Linked DNA regions of Mus musculus: regions 1, 3, 4 and 5 are each linked to region 2. Evidence: chromatin contacts called from public ChIA-PET, HiChIP or PLAC-seq and promoter capture Hi-C data. All regions are on one chromosome and are shown on one strand. The core of a region is the stretch at or near the end of the contact, and the rest is flanking DNA. Distances in the headings are between cores, read along the strand shown.

Region 1 (2,700 bases), core at 45-2,544, 320 kb after region 2:
CCGTATTAACTGTTGGCTCAAGCCAGAGCAGCGGCACACAGCTGTAACCCAGGAGACAGAGGCAGGAGAATCTTTAGTTCAAGGTCAACCCCTGCTACACATTGAGATGCTGACTTGGTAATAATTAAACAGAAACTGCTGAACTAAGGAATAGGCTCCACTGAGGTTCCCTTACTCACCTGTAAAAAGGGGATGATACCACCTACCAACGAAAAAGTTGAGTGTGACCATGCCCTGAAGTAGGCTACAACCATCAATAGTCGGGTCTTATTTAATAACGTACTTTAAGGTGACAAGCAGTCTAGTGGCAGAAGTCAGGGGAAAAAACTGACTTCAGCAGAGGGTCGCGGCTTTCCGGGAGTTAAGGTGGCCGAGGCCGGAAGAACCCTCTGAATAGACAAATTGTCTTCGCGGAGTGAAGAACGACCCTGGCACAAGCTCAGAGGTCAGTAAATAAAGCCTGAAGCGCTTTCAGGCAGCGGCGACGGGTGGGACTGCGGAGAAAGGCGCAGGCGGGAGACATTCCGCAGGGAGGGGCTAGCACGTGTGGGGCTAGCATGAGGGAAGCAAGGTCACGTTCTCCGCCAGCAGGTGAGGCGCTGGGCAGCTCAGCCATCCGCGGTGTCCAAGGCAACTCTTTTCCACTTGTCTGGTAGGAGCAAGAGGGCTCAAAGGCCACTAGACCATGCTCTCTGTCCAGGCTCCAATTCTTTTTTACTTACGGCGACCGCGTCATTCCTCTCCGAGCCTCTGAGCCTCTTCTACAAGAAGAGGACATAGGACCGTTGAGATGGGTTTTTGGGTAAAGGCCCTTGCTGTCAAGCCTTGACAACCCCAGTTTGATACGTGGGACCCACACGGTGGAAGCAGAGAAGGGACTCCCGCGAGTTACAACGAACGCCCCAGTCTCCCACCCCTTCCCCATAAGTACGCCTACACGAGCATACACAATATAAGAATAAAACCACAGCGAATTAAAAAACAAGGCGGCAGAAGGATCAAGCGGCGTTTCTCCAGCGTGGCACCAGCTCAAGGGCGAGTTTCCTTTCAGTATGGCCGGGGGATGCTCTACTTGGGTTGCGGGAAGCGCCCCGCAGCCAGGCCAGGGATGGGTTAGATGGCACCAACAGGACCGCGGGCGCCGCTGACGTAGGCGACGGGAGGGCTGTGGGGGATGGGCCCCAGCCCTTTGCGGGAGTGCAAGCCCCGGCTTCCTATTTCGGGAGCGAGGGGTGTGGGCCACTTTCATCATGTGATGCGAGGGCTATTTAAAGAGGCTGTCCAGCCGGGAGCTGCGGTTCTCAGTGCCTGCTCGCCTCCTCACTCATCGCACCATGGCGGACGCCTTTGTCGGTACCTGGAAGCTAGTGGACAGCAAGAATTTTGATGACTACATGAAGTCACTCGGTGAGCGAACGAACGGCGCAGGATCTAGGGTCAGGAGGGCCGGCAAGGCGGTCTTGGCGCTGAGCTCCCAGGGGGAGTGCCCCCATGTGCCTCCCGCAAGCTCCTAGCCAGTCCAGACAGGGAATACTGAGGTGCGGAGGGTGGCCTGGGCTGAAGCCACTCCACTCCACCCCACCCCACCCCGGCCTCCTGGGAGGGGGGTGTCGCGGTCCAAGCTTGGCGAGCCTCGTAGCTGGAGGGGAAGGGTAGAGGCAGCTGTGGCCGCAGAGGTCCGGGATGGGAGGCTTTCTAGGAAGCAGTGTAGGTGATCCGGAGGTGGAAAGGGGAGGGAAAGAAGGGCGGGAGGCTGGCCGCAGGAGAAGGCAAAGAGGAGCATGGTGGTCCAGAAATTGAATTCCGAAAGGGAATAGAGCAGATAGGAGTGTACAGAGCCTGGAGGAAGACTAAAGAAAATCAGTGAATTCCATCTGGGAAGAGGTGAAGATACAGCCAGGCAGTCAGCAACAAGCCCTACCCCTCCATGTTGGGGTAGTGAAGAGGCCTCTCTCTGGAAGATGCCCTGGTTCTCACCAGCCTGACCTTCACCTACAGTGTGTGCAGCCACCCCTGGGATCAGTCGGAGACGCTGCTGCTAGAGCAGGGCAAGACGACCACTACACATAGGCTTCCCGGCCGCACCAGTCGGCCACCGGATCAGTGCTGGGGATAGGGTGAAGAAAGCCTGGGATCGAGCAGAGGGTGTCAGAAGAAAGGTGAAGAGCTATGAAGGGAGAGTGTGGCTTGGGGCTGGGGAAATTGTGTGGTGTGGGCGGTGACACAACGCCTTTAACCAGCACTCTGGGAAGCAGAGGCAGGTGAATCTCCCGAGTTCTAGGCCTGGTCTATACAGAGAGAATTCCAGGACAGCCAGGACTACACAGAGAAACCATGTCTTGAAAAAAAAAAGAAAGGAAGAGTCCCATGATTTACTTAATAGGAAGACAGCTTGGGACACATGAGCTCATCGCCTCATAGGAAAGCCCAGGATTTCTTTTTGAAGACTGAACTAGAGCCTTGTGCATGCCCCCTACTGCTGAGTTATACTCCCCACTCACACACACACACACACACACCCTCTTTTTACTCTGTGTAACAGGTTCTCACTAACTTCCCCAGGTTGGCTTTGATCTTGTAACCTGCCATCTCGGCCTTCCAAATAGTTGAGAACCCAGAACTACCTAGAGTTCTTCCCATTTCAACAGTGGGGAATGTCACATGAACCACTTATCCAAGACGGCCCCAGCCCTTCCTTTC
Region 2 (2,700 bases), core at 17-2,516:
ACAGGAGAAGTTCTCTGCCTCTTTTTGGTAACTCCTCTGGGAAGAGGTGGGCTTTTCTCATCTTGCCACAGCCTGTAGGCGACAAAAGTCGAGTTATGGTGGGGGCGGGGGAGGGGAAGTTAGCAATGAATGGGCCGTGGACCACCTTGTCCTTACAGGACTGGTCCCTCCACGTGTGTGAACCTTCCCAAGTATGTCCCAAAGTCATTCCACCCTCGTTGCAAAGCTGCCCCCTGCTGGCTTCTCTGCCCAGAGTCATCGGATTAACCTACTTGTTTTGGCTGCTGTGGTGTGTCCCCAGTCGGCCCACCTTCCTGATGGCAACATGCCCAGGCCACAAACAGCCTGACCAGAGCCCTGAGCCATGGACATCTCTCCGGGTACCGCCTGAGCCGTGTGGGCTTAGGCTCCACCCAACTGTTCCTCGGCACAGTGCCAGGATGGGGTGGGTCTGTGCATCTCTGTGGCTTCTACACAAACAGATGCAACATGGGGGCGCCCCTGGCACAGAGAAAGGCACTTGTGGGAGAAGAGACTTGGGAAAACATGTAACATACTGCACACGTGTAGCATCCCCGTGCCTAGGGACATACAATATCACAGCGATGAACACCAGAATATGCAGTAAACATGCCACGCTGCGGGGGTATGTGTGTTGCTTCTATACCCATAGCATGCTACACACATGTGGCACCTGTGAGCTTCTACATATAATTCTTAAGGCACATGGAAAAAGCAGCATGCATTCAGGACCTGAGCGCATGTCAATGCATATGTGCAGCATTTGCATGCACCCAGCCAGGCAATATTGCAGTGCACACGCAGGGCACCTGTATGCATATATAAAGTTCAGTGCACCGAGTGTCACCTGCATGCACAGGGACACGCAATGCAATATGCACTGCATAATGGGGAGGGGGGAGAAAACGCTTTAGCCTCCACAGCTCGGGAGACCCTGGCTGCGCTAGACGCCACTAGTCTGGGGTTTCGCTGGAGGGGTATCACCGGGAGGCTCACTCTGCAGTCCAGGCGGTCACAGGCAGGGTGGGGGCTTACCCTGGGCTTCTCCCGCGCCGGCGCCTGGGGCCCAGGGTGGGGAGGGGGAGGGCGCGCTTGGCTCGGCTGGCGCTGCTCCCCCTTTAACAGGAGGCGGCGCGCGTCGCCCCCGCCCCCCCGCCCCTTCTCCCGCGGCTCCTCGCGCCCGGCCCGGCGCGCGCCCCCTCCCGGGCCCGGCCCGCGCAGGCGCCGCGTCCCGCCTCGGCCGTCACTCGGCCCGGCGCGCGCTGCGGGCAGCGGCCGGAGCGGCCGGAGGAATCCGGTTCGGTGGCAGCGGCGGCGCTGGGAGGCAGAGAGGAGGATGCGGCACCGGCGATCAGAGGCTGGGGCTGCGGCCGCCACCCGCGAATAGGAGGCGGCGCGCGGCGCGGGCGGTGCTCGGGGCGGGGAGCGGGGGGCGGCGCGGCGAGGAGGCGGCGGCGGCGGCAGGAGCCCGCGCCCGGCCCGGCGCCCGCCCGCCCGCCCCGTGCAGCTCCGCGGTGCTTGCTCTGCACCCGCCGCTCGGCGGAGCGGGAGCCTCGGGCCTCGGCGCGGCTGCGGCGAGCTGCCCTGCGCCCAGCCCGGCCCCCGCCTTAGGGATGGCAAACTTGCGCCCCGCGGCCGCCTCCACTAGCGCCGGCCCCCGCTCCTGCTGCTGACGGCGCCCAGGTGAGTGCTCGGCCCCAGACCCCGGCCGGCCCCGCACTGAACCCTCGCGCGCAGTCCCGAGTGCCCGCACTCAGGGTGCTCCGTGAGCCGGTCTTGCTTAATTCTCCTCCGGCCAGAACAGAGTCTGTCCAGCGCTCACCCAACCCCCGTCTTAAGAGGGACTCCCGAGGCCCGGGCCGAAGCCCCCTTAGTCTCCCGCGAACCCCTTTGCTACCCCCTCCCCCAGCCTGGACCGACCCCTTGCCGTCTGTGTCAAAGTCCCCCACCTTTAGAATCTTGACCCAGACTGCCACACCGCTGTCGCGAGTCTTGCCCTGTCTCGGCCAAGATCCCAGCAGTGCGCCCCCGGTCTTGATTTGAACCCCCTCTCCAACCTGCAGCTCGACTGTCCTCCCCCCTCCCCCATCTCCCCTCCTAGTCTGGCCGCGGGACTCTGGACCTCTCCTCCACTCTGCCCGGAGTCGTTTCGGTCCCCAACTGTGTCTGCTAGTGCCCTCCCCCGCGCCTGCACGGCGACCATGCTTCCCCTCTATTTCTGCCCCGAGTGCCCCTTCCCCCATATCTGCCCAGAGTCCCGCCTTCCCTTTCCAATCTCTGATGCAAGTCCCCTCCCCCTCAGCCTGGAATTGGGGCCGTGTCCCCCTTGCTCCTCCAAGCCCCTTTCCCCAGGCCGTGATCTCCATCGAACCCGCATCCGACTCCCGCGTTCGTCTTTGGCCGGACACCCGCCTCCCTCCCCCCGCATCCTTATCCTCCCACCACCGGTCTCAGAGCCAGGCACCAGACGCACTCTCCTGCACCCCCGGGGGCTGGCATGATTTGGGGGACTGGAGGCTGTGAAGTTGGCGGCCACTCCTGCAGTCGGCTCGGTCCGAGAGCACAGCAGCGGGAAATCCTCCGCGCCACGGCTAGTGCAGAACGGGCGACCAGTCTGTTGCCCGCGGGGGGAGGGGCGCCCGGACCGAGAGATGCCGCCCGCCTGCCCGCCTTGCCAGC
Region 3 (2,700 bases), core at 171-2,670, 270 kb after region 2:
GAAGGTGTGCCACTGGGAATGAGTTATGAGATTTCAAAAGCTCATGCCAGGCCCAGGCTCAGTCGGGCTCTGTCTCAGGCAGGCTCTGTCTGCCTCTGTCTGTCTGTCTGTCTCTGTCTATCTATCTATCTCTGTCTCTCTCTATTTCTGTGTGTGTGTCTCTTTGCCTGTCTGTCTGCCTGTCTCTGTCTCTGTGTGTCTCTGTCTCTCTCTCTCTCTGTCTGTCTGTCTCTGTGTGTCTGTGTGTCTGTCTCTGTGTGTATGTGTCTGTCTGTCTCTCTGTCTCTGTCTGTCTGTCTGTTTGTCTATCTTCTCTTCAGCTGCTGCTCGAGGGTCAGAAAGTAAAGCTCTCAGCTTCTGCTCCAGTGCCACACCTGCCTGCTTCCTGCCGTGATCCCCCCAAACTCCGGAACCTTCTAAACCTATACAAACCCTCGGCTAGATGCTTTCTTTTGTAAGCCTTGGCCATGCTGTCTCCTCACAGCAGCAGAACAGTAACTAAGACAGTTAGCCACGCATTCAGCTGCACTGCTGTCCCATTAGGCACAGTAATGGGACTCAGATATACTGGGGTTGGCTTTCCCCATCTCAGTGACATCCGGACCAGGCATAGCAGAGCTCCCACAGACATCAGGGACCCAAACTCTTCCATGTCTCCTAGGCAGATTTCCATCCACGGGTTTGTTGTTCTAATCATCCCAAGAAGGTTGCTGTAGCTCCACACACTGCTTTGAGTTAAAAGGCAGAGCAGGACCTTATAACAGAAAGGCAAACACAGTCAGCATTTTCTCCTATATCCGATTAGCTCAGAGAGGCTGCAAAGTGGCCAGGCAGCAAAGGGAGAAGGGGCTGATACAGTTAGGGTTTCCATTGCTGTGAAGACACACCACGGCCAAGGCAACTCATAAAGAAAAACATTTAATTGGGGCTGGCTTACGTTTTCAGAGGTTCAGTCCATTATTGGACAGCTAGGAGGGGGGCCTCATTGCCCACCCCCACAATGATACACTTCCTCCAATAAGGCCACACCCACCCCAACAAGGCCACACCTCCTCCAACAAGGCCACACCTCCTAATAGTGCCACTTCCTGGGCTGAGCATATTCAAACTACCACAAGGGCCGAGACTGTCTGCTGTGTAAGTACTGAGTGCAAAGCACTTTATGGCTTACAAGAAAGCTACTGTGGCCGCGGTCATGAAAAATCCAGGTGAGGTCCCGAGAGGGTAATAACACACAATGACACATCAAGGCAGACAGAACTAGCCAAGCCCAGAGCACTCCAAGCACTGTCTGTTTCAGATGTCATCGACCAGCTTTGCATTCACCCTGCCCCCCAACCCCCTTGTCACTCTGCAACCTAAACTGCAGGTGGGGCTGAAGGACAGTGGCCTGGGGACAGGACGTTGTAGTTCCTCAGACTCAAGGACAGCTCTTTTCTCAGTCCCAGTGCAGTAAGGAAGCACACCCTATCAGGGGCTTGCAGGCAACAGAGCTTCTCTTCCCAAAGAGGGGAAGTGACCAGAAAGGGATAGTGACAGGTCTACGAGGAAGAGAGGGTATGTGTGGTGGGAAGGAAGAACTGAGGAGCCAGGAACAGATGGGAGGGTGGGTGAAAGTCAGGTCACTGGGTAGCAGGAGAGGGGACAGCTAAACAGGTTCCCTGTGGGTGGAAGTCAGGTCACTGGGTAGCGGGAGAGGGGACAGCTAAACAGGTTCCCTGCCCTGGTGGGTGGTGACAACCCTACCTCTAGGCTAATGAGTGTGACACCAAGGAGACAAGGGGAAAGTCCTTCACCTACTTAGAATAGTGGCTCTTTGCTCTGCCCCTCCCCCATACCACCAGCAAGGCCCGGCCCAGCCCCTGGCACGTGGTGAGTGCATTGCTGACTGAATGATCTGAGACTGTAACAAGCTTACAACCACAACCACTTTTTCTTTTTTTGGGGGGTGTTGTTGAGGGAAGGTTTTTTGTTTTTTTGTTTTTTTGTTTTCTTTTTGTTTTTGTTTTGGGTTTCTCTGTGTAACCCTGGCTGTCCTGGAACTCAGTTTATAAACCTACCTCTGCCTCCCGGACAAGTGGTGAGATTAAAGCTGTGCACCACCACATCTGGCAAATCAACCACCTCTACAAATACACAGGCCACGAGGACACCCTGGGCATTTCTTTTCTCCTGAAGGAGAAACAAGGAAAGAATAGCAATGCATGGTGCTCTGACAACCTCACTCAGAGGATCTCGGGGGGCGGGGGTTGGGGGGGCAGGGGGCGGGGCAAGCACATCCTCCAGACCCATCCCTAGTGAGAGCCTTCCTCAGCTTCACGAAGTCCAGCCTTTATGCGCCCCACCTCACCCAGGGAAATCTGTCTAAAATACTATGTGACTCTACCACTCAGCTGTAGTCATGGGGAACATCCCAGCATCAGCTCACAGCTTTAGGCCTTCTGCCAGCTCAGTACCCCAGTAGTTCCCCTCTGTCTAGTCTCCCCACATCCCCTGAGGGAGACTGTACCATCCCGCCCACACCTATCTCCTTGATTTCCTCTGACCCCGCATGCTGTCTGCACTCCAGTTTGTACTTGCCCTTGAGCTCCTCTTCCATGGCCTTGTGTACCTCAGCAAATGTCCTCTCAGCCCAACGCTTCCTGCTCTGTTTTCAGGGTGTCTATTTGAATCCCTATACTCCCCGAAACCCTGGTGGTA
Region 4 (2,700 bases), core at 131-2,630, 290 kb after region 2:
TCTCTCCCTCTCTCCCTCTACCCGTCTCTCCCTCTCCCCCCCCCCCCCACTTCAGTGGAAAGAGAGGCCCAAGAGAGGACAAGAGCTGTGTCCAGGGACCCACGCCACTGCCTCCCCAGACTGAGCTCACTCTCAGAAAATGGCTACAAAGAAAACCTCTAGATGCGCAGCTCTCTCCTGGGCACCCGCTCCTAACACGCACACAAATCAGGGACAAAGGATGCAAGTCCTGAACGAACCTTCCTACAGCAGCCAGCCGCGGGAGCCCTCTCCGCCCCTCTTTGTGTGGGGCCAGAAGGGGAGGGAGCTGTCTGAAAGAGCCTCAGATTTAATGAGGGGAAGAAGGAAAAGAAAGGGGGCTGGGGAAGTGGGGGCCTCCCGGCCGGTTATGGCCGGCCGGGTCCCCTCCCCTGTGCTGGTTGCTGCCCCAAAACAGAGCTGGCCTCCCGCCTGGTCCCCAACAGTGGCGACCAGGTGGACACACGCAACCTCCCTCAATTTCTGGATCTTTCCAAATCCAAAGTTTGGCACAGGTAGTCAGTGACAACCGACACCAACCTCGCTCAAGAGCGGGATGGGGGGGGGGGGGCTCCTGCCCACCCTTCTTACCCAACCCCCATCTCCTTTCCAGCTCGAGCTGGAGGGAAAGGGTCCAGCGCTTGCAGGGGGGGTGCCCTAGAGTGAGCGGGCCAGACTGCGCGCCGAAAGAGGATGCAGACGGAGCTGGTTACGACGACGTTCAGACAGACAGACAGTGCCCGAATCCTAGAGAAGTGAACGGGACAAACACAAAAGAACAGACTAAGCCAGGCGACAGGGGCAGACAGAATGACAGACGCTCTGCCAGAAAGACAGTAAGCTCAGCGGGGCCGGGACCCTACCAGTTACACAAAGAGTCCCGCGCCCTGGAGAGAGACGCGCCACGCAACCTGGGGGTGCTCTGAGCTGGGGAGCGCGCAATGGCCGCGGGGCTCCCCGCACCCGCTGCCGGCCTCAGTATCCCGGTTCTCGGAGTGACGGCGCCAAAGGCGCCCGGCCGCGCCCCACCCCTCCCCCGCGGTCACCCGAGCCGCGACACCAGCTGTCCAGCGCACCGCGGCCGAAGCGGAGCAGCTGGGGGATGAGGATAAGAAGGGCATCGGTGGGGCCTCTGAAAGGCAAGTTTGGAGGAAGCAAAAAGAAGAAAGTACTTGGAGGAAGAAGGTAGAGAAAAAGTGAGCGGGGCCGCGGCAGGGACGAGGTGGGCACTCACGCAGCTGAGCAGGGAGCAGGCCCCGAGACAGGCCCCCATGGCGGTGAGGGGCGCGGGGCTCGGGGCACCGGCCTCGGATCCCGGATCCGGTGGGACTCCAGGCGCTTGGCTGGCCCCACCCCAAACCCATCCCCGCCCCAGCCCCGCCCCACCTGCCGAAGCCGCTCGTCACTTTCCGGCGACGCTCGGGGCCTCCTAGGACTCACCTGGGACAGGTACTGGCGCCAGACATTTCCTAAAGAGGTTGAGATGGGGAAAGTCCAGCAACGACAGGGGCACAGCCCAACTCAACTCTGAGCTAGGATTGTCTGCTGAACCAAAGCGAGGATTTGGAAATACATCTGGATTTGAACTTCATAGGAGCCATTGTGTGACCGACCCCAAATACTGTCATTGTTAGAGGAAGTAAGAGGTGGTCTTCCCTGATGCCCTTGGATCTTGGCGGAAAACCTCGGCCCAATCTATGGGTGCTCAATGGTAAATTACTAGGCAAGGGGGTGGGGGGATGGTAATGTAGCTGAGTCGGTAGAGTGTTTCCAGAGAATTCATGAAGTCCTAGGTTTGATCCACATAAAACTGGGCATGGTGGCTCTCGCCTGTAACCCAGCACTCAGGAGGCAGGAATCACAAATTCAAAATTATCTTTGGCTGCATAGCCAGATCTAGGTCAGCCTGGGTTACATGGGATCCTGCCTACGGAAAGAAAGAAGAGAAGGACAGACAGAGGGAGGATAAGGGAGGCTACTTTGCTTCTCTGAGTCTCAGTTTCCCCTATTGAAACTAAAGGTGCTAACCTCATGGGGCTGTTAGAACACACAGCAACTGCTCCATGAATAAAAGCCTGTGTCATTCCCATCCCTGTTAAGGCCCCAGATTCGTACTTGTTTAGACCCTCTCCTCTCCATCCACCTTGTCTTCAAACTCTGGACCTGTCTTGGATCACACACACACACACACACACACACACACACACACACACACGAGAGAGAGAGAGAGAGAGAGAGAGAGAGAGAGAGAGAGAGAGAGAAACACAGATAGATATACAGAGAGAGAGAGACAAATACACACACACACACACACACACACACACACTGCTCAGCACTCCACACACACACATATACACATAAGAGAGACAGACAGACAGACAGAGATACACACAGGCACACACACTCACTGCTCAGCACTGCACACAGAGAGACAGAGACAGAGGCAGATAGACATACACACAGAAAGAGACACATACACACAGAGAGAGACACATACAGAGACACACACACACACACTCTGTTCAGCACTCCTCACTCCCTATCTGTGTACAGCCATGACCTCCTAGCTAAGGAGGTCACTGGGTGAGAGGGCATCCTGGCAGGTCATCCCCAGGATCGGGTGTGAGGCGCAGCAGCAGAGTTCTGTAATTATGGTAGCTCACCCCAGCCTTCTCCCCCACC
Region 5 (2,700 bases), core at 102-2,601, 410 kb before region 2:
TCTGACTTTGTCCTCTGGGCTCTTTTGAGAAGAGCCACCATCCTGAGCTCCAAGAACAAGCAACCCTGTTGGATTCCTCTCCCAGTCAGCACAGGGCCAGCCTAGAGGACTGCAGTTCAAGGACAGATGAAACACCGGAAGAGCCAGTGTGTTTCCTGCCCCTGTAAGGAGGCAAGGTCTTGGAAGAGGCCAGCATATGCTGACAAGATGGAAAATCTGTGACATAAACATCTACGGTGAGGCAAGGGAAACCTGGACAGTCAGTGGAGGAAGAGACCGTCCTCCAGAGTTTAGAGTTTGACTGAACGAATGGGTGGTGGCTGGTGACAAGATTCTGGGCCTCTATCCTTTAGGGTCTGAAGGAAGAATCATGAAGGCCGACATGAACACACAAATACAGCTGAGTTAAGACAGGATGGGGACAAGGGCAAAGGCAAGAACATCCTGTCCTGACACTTGGCAGGACAGGAGCGGTGACTTTCCAGAGGGAAGTTCAGAAGTTCTTGCCCTGCTCCAGCTATACCCAGTTCAGGATAAAAATAGTCTTTCCTCTTCCCTTCTCCCATCTCGTTCACTACCAACTTCCCCGGGGAACACACATCCATTCTGGATAAACGCCCTACACATATCTATCTGCTTCCTTACTGACTCCTCTGTGTTTCAGGATGCTGGTTGCTAAGGCTGCCGTCGATTCTCATATGTCCACCTGGATCCCATGGGTTACTCTTTCATCTGTTTCTGCCACTTGGGTCTGCCTTAGGGACCTGGGGACTGATTCCTGGGGCCCTGCCCTCAGGACGGTCCATCTCATCACCCTGTGTGCCACAGGCATAGAAGGAGCCCAGGTCAAGCCTACACCCCCACGCAAGGTCCTGCTTTGCCGCGGACCATCGTGAGGAGGTATGGGTTAAGACAGGGTCACAGCCACCTTTGGACCTCAGAAACCTCATCCTCTGAGCTCAAGGAACTGGACAGGTGGCTGCTGGTGGCCTTCTTAACACTTGACATCATGTGCTGGCTCTCCCAGGAGTGTGCTCCTCCTAAGGTGGGAAATGATGGACAGCAGATGGCAGAGGCAAGAGCCACCAGCTCAGACAACCTCCAGGAAGGCATTTCTGAAAGGTTTCTGTACACCTAAGGAGCCTAGGCCTCCACAGACGCAGTGTTCTGCTGTCTGGTTCCCACCATTGCCCCCTTCTACACTGTTGTTCCCAGTACCCCTTACCTGCCCAGCCTGGGAGCCTTCTGGCCTATTCACATGATGCTCCTAGCCTGGCTTGGCTGCCTGGACCCGGTGTCAGCTCCCCTCGCCGTCGTAGTCACCACCTGTCTCCTCGCGCCCACGTTCCACCCTGACTTCCTGTCTCCTGAGGGCTCTGCAGCCAACCCAGCCCCAGCAACCCAACCACAAGCCTCCAGCACCTCAGGCTTCCTGCTGCCATAGACCTAGACCCCCTCAGCCTCTTGGGTCCCATACATCTCTAGGCCAGCTTCTACTCATACTGAGGGAGGCACTTAGGGAGGAAGGCTGTGTGTGATGGCATAGGTCCATATTCCCAGCGTTCTGGAGGTGAAGACAGGAATGGCTACATACAGAGTTCCAGACCAGCCTAGACCCCTCAAGTCCAATCATCATCATCATCGTCGTCGTCGTCATCAACCAATGAGAGGATTTTTTTTTAACGCAGGGACTCACCGTGTTGCCCTGACTGTTATGGAATTTGCTATGTTGCCTTGAACTCACAGAGATTCACTTGCCTCTTCCTCCCCTTGAAGGTCACTAAACATGGTGGGGAAGGCTGTTTGATGGAGCACTCCTCCTACCCTCCAAGATACTCCTGGGTAAGAGAAGAGAGCCTTTGCCCCCGTGAGCAGAACACAGCAGCTACAGTTTAGCTCACAGGGAAGGAAATGGCGCTGCACTCAACTCCAGCCGTGCTATGTAAGAACTGGGTGGCCTTTAATTTAGCCGGACAGCCAAAGGCATCTCTTGTTCAGAGTTGAACCTGGACAGCATCTATCTCTGTTAGATAGTTGGTGACAAGGTTATATGTACTATAGTAAAAACAGCAGCCACATTCACTGGCAGAGCCGTATCCATGTCATCCTGTGCCTAAGGATCGACTGTTGACAGTCTGTTTCAGGAGGAAGACAAGAAAACCTCATGTCTTAAGGCCCTAGTGACAGGCTGGGGCATGGTGGCATAAGGCTTTAATCCCAGCATTCCGGAGGCAGAGGCTGGCAGATCTCTGCAAGTTTCAGGCCAGACTAACTTATGCAGTAAGTTCCAGGACAGCCAGAGCTACATAAAGAGACCCTGTTTCGATAGATAGATAGATAGATAGATAGATAGATAGATAGATAGATAGATAGATAGATGATAGGTAGATGGATAGATAGGTAGATACACACATACATACATACATACACACATACACACATACATACATACACACATACATACATACACACATATATGCATACAGAGATACATAGATACATAGATGATAGAGATAGATACATAGATACATAGATAGATACATAGATACATAGGTAGATAGATACATACAAACATAGATACATACAGAGATACATAGATAGATACATAGATGATAGAGACAGATAGAAGATAGATAGATAGATAGATAGATAGATCGATAGATAGATAGATAGTAGATATAGATAGATAGTAGATAGATA

The links. Promoter capture Hi-C pulls out the DNA fragments that hold promoters and counts their contacts. ChIA-PET counts read pairs in DNA pulled down with a chosen protein or histone mark. HiChIP or PLAC-seq counts read pairs in DNA pulled down with a chosen protein or histone mark.
Region 1: a promoter capture Hi-C map of liver shows a contact between it and region 2, with 4 times the contacts expected there. The contact joins the promoter of Fabp3 here to the promoter of Adgrb2 in region 2. A contact is called at or near these places in 9 of 39 promoter capture datasets (the 3T3-L1 cell line, embryonic stem cells, hippocampal neurons and 4 more) and 2 of 115 datasets of contacts at active chromatin or transcription factors (embryonic stem cells and pancreatic cancer cells).
Region 3: an H3K4me3 HiChIP or PLAC-seq map of embryonic stem cells shows a contact between it and region 2, with 4 times the contacts expected there. The contact joins the enhancer-like site here to the promoter of Adgrb2 in region 2. A contact is called at or near these places in 3 of 39 promoter capture datasets (the 3T3-L1 cell line, hematopoietic stem and progenitor cells and hippocampal neurons), 3 of 484 Hi-C or Micro-C datasets (the G1E-ER4 cell line, embryonic stem cells and nephron progenitors), 4 of 115 datasets of contacts at active chromatin or transcription factors (embryonic stem cells, forebrain and pancreatic cancer cells) and 1 of 9 other capture datasets (embryonic stem cells).
Region 4: an H3K4me3 HiChIP or PLAC-seq map of embryonic stem cells shows a contact between it and region 2, with 13 read pairs. The contact joins the promoter of Serinc2 here to the promoter of Adgrb2 in region 2. A contact is called at or near these places in 18 of 39 promoter capture datasets (the 3T3-L1 cell line, 3T3-L1-derived adipocytes, the HPC-7 cell line and 11 more), 5 of 484 Hi-C or Micro-C datasets (the G1E-ER4 cell line, embryonic stem cells and nephron progenitors), 5 of 115 datasets of contacts at active chromatin or transcription factors (embryonic stem cells, forebrain and pancreatic cancer cells) and 2 of 9 other capture datasets (adipose tissue and embryonic stem cells).
Region 5: a contact with region 2 is called in an RNA polymerase II ChIA-PET map of memory CD8 T cells, with 8 read pairs. The contact joins the promoter of Lck here to the promoter of Adgrb2 in region 2. A contact is called at or near these places in 1 of 39 promoter capture datasets (pre-B cells) and 3 of 115 datasets of contacts at active chromatin or transcription factors (double positive thymocytes, memory CD8 T cells and pancreatic cancer cells).

The regions. Positions count from the first base shown.
Region 1 is chr4:130,307,444-130,310,143 of GRCm38.p6, forward strand. It overlaps Fabp3 (fatty acid binding protein 3, muscle and heart), which reads left to right and starts at 1,295. Exons shown (of 4, transcript NM_010174.2): 1 at 1,295-1,407. The coding sequence starts at 1,335. It overlaps Gm10570 (a long non-coding RNA gene), which reads right to left and starts at 262. Exons shown (of 4, transcript XR_868203.3): 1 at 180-262; 2 at 1-41.
Region 2 is chr4:129,983,604-129,986,303 of GRCm38.p6, forward strand. It overlaps Adgrb2 (adhesion G protein-coupled receptor B2), which reads left to right and starts at 1,267. Exons shown (of 30, transcript NM_001290715.2): 1 at 1,267-1,704.
Region 3 is chr4:130,250,156-130,252,855 of GRCm38.p6, forward strand. No RefSeq gene overlaps it. Among named protein-coding and RNA genes, the nearest start is that of Gm46724, 15 kb to the left of the region's middle. Within about 2 kb of position 1,421, at least 37 of the 459 cell types and tissues checked have an H3K27ac peak or open chromatin away from gene starts, as enhancers often do. A contact at or near this core is called in the G1E-ER4 cell line and embryonic stem cells, where this site is marked.
Region 4 is chr4:130,274,206-130,276,905 of GRCm38.p6, forward strand. It overlaps Serinc2 (serine incorporator 2), which reads right to left and starts at 1,381. Exons shown (of 10, transcript NM_172702.3): 1 at 1,253-1,381. The coding sequence starts at 1,291. Gm34957 (a long non-coding RNA gene) reads left to right here. Exons shown (of 2, transcript XR_376686.3): 1 at 1-1,729.
Region 5 is chr4:129,572,290-129,574,989 of GRCm38.p6, forward strand. It overlaps Lck (lymphocyte protein tyrosine kinase), which reads right to left and starts at 1,352. Exons shown (of 13, transcript NM_001162433.1): 1 at 1,226-1,352.